2 separate regions of the Cricetulus griseus genome follow, and region 1 is linked to region 2. The links are chromatin contacts, called in public Hi-C maps. All regions are on one chromosome and are shown on one strand. The core of a region is the stretch at or near the end of the contact, and the rest is flanking DNA. Distances in the headings are between cores, read along the strand shown.

What was found. A called contact is a pair of places that touch in the nucleus more often than the background predicts.
Region 1: a Hi-C map of the CHO-K1 cell line shows a contact between it and region 2, with 2.7 times the contacts expected there. The contact joins the promoter of Snai2 here to the enhancer-like site in region 2. A contact is called at or near these places in 2 of 8 Hi-C or Micro-C datasets (the CHL-YN cell line and the CHO-K1 cell line).

What each region holds. Positions count from the first base shown.
Region 1 is chr4:74,751,683-74,755,286 of CriGri-PICRH-1.0, reverse strand. Snai2 (zinc finger protein SNAI2) reads left to right here and starts at 2,336. Exons shown (of 3, transcript XM_035444768.1): 1 at 2,336-2,822; 2 at 3,457-3,604. The coding sequence starts at 2,744. LOC100772567 (vomeronasal type-2 receptor 116-like) reads left to right here. Exons shown (of 9, transcript XM_027413392.1): 9 at 2,068-2,425. The coding sequence ends at 2,425.
Region 2 is chr4:74,277,492-74,281,133 of CriGri-PICRH-1.0, reverse strand. LOC118238808 (a long non-coding RNA gene) reads left to right here. Exons shown (of 2, transcript XR_004769997.1): 2 at 1-440. Among named protein-coding and RNA genes, the nearest start is that of Efcab1, 300 kb to the left of the region's middle. Within about 2 kb of position 1,908, at least 2 of the 6 cell types and tissues checked have open chromatin away from gene starts, as enhancers often do. A contact at or near this core is called in the CHO-K1 cell line, where this site is marked.

The sequences.
Region 1 (3,604 bases), core at 1,087-3,586, 470 kb before region 2:
CAGTTTGCCCAGAAAGTAGAGGAAATTGGAGAATGAGAAAATGAGATGAACTTTCTTGAGTCCCATCATACCCAGGAATCAGTTCCATTCAAAATAGGTCAAGATTACCTTCCAGTGGGCTTAAGCCTGCAAAAGAGTTATGAGGTCCACTACAAAAGATCATTACATTTTACAGTCTAAGGTTGAGCTTCCTTAACTTACCTGGTATCTCTAGCTTCCCTTGGTTGTGGTTCTCCACAAGAAGTATCTATCTCATAAGTGGCTTCTCTAAGCTGCCTAATTAAGGATCAACAGTTTCTCTCCTGCCTAGGTCTAATTCCTTGCATTAGCAAAGGCTACTTGCCACTAACACATTCTCTCTCTCTCTCTCTCTCTCTCTCTCTTTCATCTCTCTCTCTTTCATCTCTCTCTCTCTCCTTTTATATGAATTCAGAACGAAATATTTAAAATATTGTGATGCTGTCTAAGCAAAACAAAATCTTTCAGTCAGTGACCAAAGCCATCACCCTCACCCATAGAAGCCCAGTATCTGTCTGCAGGGAGAAAAATCAGTTCTGTGATACTAGAATCCTCACAGCTACAGCTGGCCTTCCATCCTTGCTTTTTTTTTTTTTTAACTACATCAGGTTAACTAACACTAATTGTCCACTACTGCACCTGAGCAGAGCACCCATTTAATGTGATTTATGTCATCATCAGCCCATGGACTCTCCCCTGCTGACAAGTGGAACAGACCTCACCCGTTTAGCTCAAACCTGGCTCTATGGTGTAGCTAACCTTAAGCAGAGTTTGAAGTTCACAGGCTCTTTACAGGAATAAGGATATGAACATTTGCTGTCAACAGTAACTCAGGCCCCAGGCCTAGGTCACTGGGCATAAAGCTTGGCTGCTTTGTGCATTTGTGGTTCTAATTCAAGGGTTTTTGTTTTGTTTTTTTTCTTTTCTTGTTTGCTTTTGTTTTTCAACCACAATGAATTACTACTAAATTTTTAAATAGATATCAAGAACTCATTTTAGCAGGTTATCTTGTGTGTTATAATTACTTGTAAATAAATACTTAAATATCCTTTCACATTCCCAGTTGTCCTGTGGTTTTGTGCTCTCTCAATGATATTAGATCTCTAACAAACCATGTGTTTTGCTAGAAATTAGGTGGCAAGGGAAAGAAGATTTCTTGCTCTATAAAGCAGGTGACTGAATATAAACAAACCCACTAAGAAGACGACAATTCAAACTCCAGCTCTGATCCGCCTGGGGGAAAATCTAATGGATTTTGGTGTTTTCCTGTCTCCTGAAGATTCAGTTTCCTTCATATAAGGATTCATACAAACTCCTTTGTGTGTTTGACATTTAAATCAGTGCCTGTTGGAAGGAGAAAGGGAATCGTTGAAATTAGCCCAGGAAGTCTGCGTGTTTCCTTTTCCCTCACCCACACACTCCTGTTTTCTCATCCTCAGATTAAGAAGTTATGCTGCCTGACAATGCACTTTTCTCTTACAAGTCTCGACACCATCGGTGCTATTCTCTTTTATCTATTTTCTTCCAGCACCTGTTAGAAAAAAAAGTCAGTAGTCTTCGGGGGGGCGTTATTTCTATGGTTTTGTTGGGAAGGGAAGGGATAACACTGAAATTAACAAGAGTTGTCTACGGATATGGCGAAAACTGCTGTTTTAAAATGAGTCACATCGGAGCATTTTTTTAGACCTATCCCTGTATTCAAATGCAAGTGATTGGCTGACTACTGGACTGTCTAAGCTGTCAGTCAAGTAGCTGGCAAAGTAACCCTTTTGCATCTTTTACTTAAAACCAGGAAAGTGGCGGGGATCAGGGGTCGGGAGGGGTGTTGAAAACTCCTACCAAAGAAAACACCACTAAATTAAAACAAATACTTTTAAAGAAATGTCTGTAGAGATTCACATTTTTTTTTCTTTTACTAAAGCACCATGTGTCTTAAAGGGAGGAAGTCTTGTTCACATGTCTTCATGAGAGATTTCCGTGCTTCTTCCAGAGCTTGCCTATTGTGGGAGTCTGCCCAAGCCTTCCCTTTTAATCATTGCTCTCTTCCAGTTCCTGGGATAGGCTGCTAGGCATTCCTTTCAAGCGGCTAACGCAAGACCAGCGAGTTAACTTTTCGGTGCGCGGTCCTAGAGCTGGCCAGACCTGCCTCAGCGGGCTGATGGGCGCCTTAACCTCCCTTGTACAAAAAATCGGGGCCATCATGGGTCCGTGTGCAAATAAACCCCCTCGAAGTGCTACTTCCAAATATAGGCTCTCCGGTCACCAAAGGCTCCACGGTCCCGTGGGCGGCCCTTACTTCCCGCCCACCCCGCGCCCGACAAGGCCCACATCTGGAAGCCAAGTCGTTCGCGGTCTGCTCGCCGGAACGCCTTCCCGCAATGCTCAAGAACTGAAATTTCCTCTTTGAAAACATTTAATGTATTTTGAGCCTCCACTGAAATGCCTTGAATAGCCCACTTTCAACCAGAATTTAGTCTGACAACAGATTCTTCCTCTGTTCACAGCTGTCCCAGAAGGAGGAGCTGAAATCCGAACCTCTCAGCTGTGATTGGATGCTTCTAGTAAAAACCAGGGAGAAAACCCCACCCAGCCCTGAAGAGCTCAGTCGGGCAGGGAGCCGGGTGACTTCAGAGGCGCCCGCTTGTCCCACGCCGCACCTGAGCCGCCGCGATGCTGTAGGACCGCCGCCTGGACCGTTATCCGCCCGCGCCCGCCTGCCGCCACCATGCCGCGTTCCTTCCTGGTCAAGAAACATTTCAACGCCTCCAAGAAGCCCAACTACAGCGAACTGGACACACACACAGGTAAAAATACGCTCTGCAAATCTGCGCGATTGAACCGCGGTTCCACGGCTTTACTCTGCACACATTGGGCTGCTTTCCTTTAAATGTTGTCCTGAAACAGTGCTTTCAGTCTCTGGATCACTTAGAGTAAGTTTTAATTCAAATCTTTTGAGCGTTTTCCTTACAAGGAAAGCCTCCTTCCGGTAGTGCGGTGTGGTTCTCACTGTATAATGAGTGCTCTGCAATGAGCACACCCTTCCCCCGAGGCTGAGCTGTTACCTTGGGGAGCCAGGAACTGCAAAGCAGCTGGATTCCTGCATGCCATTGCCCCCACAGTAGAAGAGCCCATGCATGAAATGGAAAGCAACTCTACAGAAAGTTTTACAATCGTGTCTAGCTCTTCTTTATAAATGAGTACTGTAAGGCTCGTCCAGAATCCCCGATAGGAAGAGCCAGGGTAACTGTCAGCTTGCACAAGGACATTAAGCCCGGATGAAAGGAATGTTTCGTCATTCTGTGTATCCTTGTGAGGGAGTCTGTCTTCACTATGGAGTCTTGTGTGTATTGTTATGTGCTGTCTCAGACGGTGTACGTGTATTTTAAAAAGTATTTTTGCCTTAATTTTCTCTCCTTTTTCTCAATTTCTTTCTCCTAGTGATCATTTCCCCGTACCTCTATGAGAGCTACCCCATGCCTGTCATACCAAAACCAGAGATCCTCAGCTCAGGAGCATACAGCCCTATTACTGTGTGGACATCGGCAGCTCCATTCCACTCCCCTCTGCCCAGTGGCCTTTCTCCTCT
Region 2 (3,642 bases), core at 659-3,158:
TTATCATTTATTTAATTTCAACAAAAAGGCTGGGGTGTTAGGTTTCAAACCTGGGACAAAAGGCTGAGGTGCCTATTTAACACATCAAAGCAGACCTGGCTGCCACATTCTCCCTGCATCCTCCAGTCCCTCCCTGTTGCAGCACCCTCCTAGCTGGCATAACACCCCCCCACACACACACACACACACACTGAACTTTCCAGCCCAGGGGGCTGGGCTGCCCTTCCCTACATAATCCAACCACTTTGCTTGCCTGATCTCTTTGTACATTTGGGCCTTCTGGCTGCTGCACCTGCCTCCTCCCTCCCCTCCCTTTCCCTCCCCCTCTCCTCACAAGGCACAGCTCAGTCTGGTCATGTCCACTCTGGACTTTCCCAGAGGTCTCTGCCTCTGGCTACTCTCCCACATGTATCTACAATAAAACCTTGTCCTGCATCATACCTAGGAGCAGCTCTGTTCCTTTTTTTTTCCTCTTTATTTCTCTTTTTCTCATTCACTCACCTGCCCTACATCAAATGAAGAAACTACTGGAGACAGAACTACAGCTCCACCCTCATGGAGTCCAAGCTAGAAGGCAACTGGGCAAAATCTTAAAATATTTTTTTTTGTTATTTTTTTCTTGAATTTTAAATTCCATGGTCCATGGCATGGTGGTTAACGGATAATGGTTATTATCTGATACACACACACACACACACACACACACACACACACACACACACACACACTGGCAGTCTCAAGCCCTGGCTCCACGTTTCACGGTATGCTTTTTTTTTTCCCTTCTGTTGGGCTGAGAGCCATTTGTGGAATTCTGATCAAATGTAACTGATGCCCAAGAATGTCTCCAGATGTGAATCAGGGTTGCCACCCCCAAATTGACATCAGATTGATTTGTACACTAACTGTGTGTTCTGCATATGGTCACTGCCATCACTAAATTTCAGGAAGTGCTCAGAGGTTGGTTGCATACATCCTGCTTTCTTAATGCAATGACCTGTGGGAGTATTTAGCCACCAGCTCACTGTGCATGAAAGGTGTGTAAAGGTGAGGAAGGGAGACAGCCTTGCCACAAAGCAGATGGCATGCTAAATCTCCACCTTTTGAAGTAAGGAATGGAGTATGGGGAGGTTTGGAGGGAGGGAGGAAAGGGAAGGGAAGAGAGAAATTATATAACTATACTACAATCTCAAAAGCTTTAGAAAGAAAGAAAATTTAAAAAGAAGAGACCATATGAGAGGCTCTGGAGGAAAGAAAGGGAAGAGAAAAATGATGCAATTATATTATAACCCCCAAATTAAAAGAAGAAAAGTAGTGAAAAGCTAAGAGAGGTGTTAGCTCAGCCTCACAGTGTTTTAACAAATTCCTTAGGAAGGGAAGGCAGGATGGTTTAGCATCAGTTCTATAGTCAGCAGCCCTGCATGACCAAGCTTGGATGCGCATCACAGGTCAGACCACAGAAAGAGACAGAAGCCAAGGTCCCACAATACCTTCAAGGGTGCACTCTAGGGGCCTATGGGACTCACATTAGACCCCACCTCCAAGTACCTCCCAATACAACCAGGCTGGGACCAAACCTTAAACACACTGTCTTGAGGATACACCTGCCATATTCACACCCTATCAAGAGGCACAGGGATCATCCATGCTAGGACTGTTATTTTACTTAAGATTGTCTTTAAGGGGACAATTTACATTGGATAGTTGCTTAGAGACGAGTCACTGACTCTGCCAAGTTGAGCACTGGCAGGCTTTAAGAGCCTTCAGTGAGTTCTCAAGGGATGAAATGGGGTGAACTCAAAAAAGGGCACAAGAGACAGGGGCCTTCCACACAGGCTGGATGCAGATGGACTTGGGCCTGGTCTTTGGGAATATCCTTTTGGGGGAAGCAAACTAAATGTGTGATGAACTAGATGAGAGCTGTGAAAGGAAGAGATGAGTCAAGCATGACTTCAGTGCTGGGCAGCTGCAGCCCCACCCAAGCTTATCAGGGCTGCTTTCCAAACAAAGGGTCATTTCGTTCAGCAACTCTTCCAAGAGAAGGATCTCCCACCACTTATCCCTGGGCTCCACGCCCCCGCCAGCCCTGGGGGGGGGGCAGCTGACTGAGAGAGGGAGTCAGGCTATCCTGGCAGGAAGACATTCAAAGGGAACCTTTTCCTAGAATTGTAACAGCAAGCTGCTAAAAATGAGGCCCGAGTTTACAGGGCACATACTGGAAATGAAGGCTATTAATAGATCTGTGCAGGCTGGCTGCCATACTAGACAGGCTGGGACGCAGGAGCCCGCCCTACAGTGTCCACAAGTGTGGAACAAAACCAGTGCTGCTAAGTGGGCCAGGGAAAGAAAATTATTTCACAGATGCCTTAAGAATGCAAGAAGGGTTTGTAATCATTTTTCTGTACATGGTAGCTCAGAGCTGTGAGCCAGAGTGCTCACATTTAAGACACACACACACACACACACACACACACACACACACACACACACACACACACACACACGAATGTTGTTCAGGGAGGAGCAGATGAGTCAGAGCCTTCTGCCCCAGCACTTTCTGACACTTGTGTAGGCAGGGCCTAGAGGACCATACACATCAGGGCAGCATCCCCAAAAACCATGTGCTGCTGGAACAAAGCAGAAACCAGGAAGCAGGAAAAAGTCCCTGAAAAACGGCCGATTTCTGTTCAGGAGGAAAGCCCACCCCACCCCCACAGAGAACCATCCAAACCGGTATTTTCAATTATGTTCCTTCTACAGTCAGTGCTTTGGGAAAATGTAGGCGTTATAGGATACCCATCCCACTTTGACCAGCTGACTTGGGCAAGCAGAACTAGTCTTTTTGAGACAAGATGAGTTTCCCATCAGTAAAATGGGCCTAAGTGAGAACCAAATGGAATGACATGTGCTTGGTCTGTCATTTGCCGGAAATGTGAGTTTGCCTCTCCAAATGCTGACAAAAGAGGGACACAGGGAACTCACAGCCTAATTATTTTATTTGTTCACTGGTTTGTTTTTCATAATTTGTATAATTTGGACATGGGAAAGGAGATGGGAACCACAACCTATCTGGCTGTTCTCTTGAACACTTGTTCTCAAGCCCCTTGTGATAGTAGGCAAAGGGATGTGAGGCCTGGCCACAGGCCCAGCAGGTTGAGGGTGGATGTGCAGATCCCAGGGAGGAAGCCAGTTGTATTTGACAGATCTCTTCCCATGAGCAGACAGATGAACCGATGACAAAGGAAATAGTATCAGATGTGTTAGGCAGCTGCTCCTTTCTGCCCAGTCAGTGCTTTCAGACACCCTAAGCCAGCTCTGGCCATCAGAGAGAGCTCTTTGTGAGTCACACACCCAGGAAGCTATTTCTCATTTTTAGAGGCATATCAGAAGTATGTGTCTCCAGTGGGTTTGAGAGAACTTAATGTTTCAGTCTCTGCGGCTGTTGAATGAGCATGCCGTGACACAGGTTTGGGTAATGAAAACTGGCAAACAAACTAGACTCTGCCTGGTGTTCCTCAGCACCTGCTCCTTCCATGTCCCCTTCAAGGGAAGAGTAGAGCTCAGAAATGATGTCCTCAACATTGTCTTCTCCTGTTTCTCCTCCCTTTAAAGCAGTTGAGTGAGCATATGGCTCCATGTGTGCAA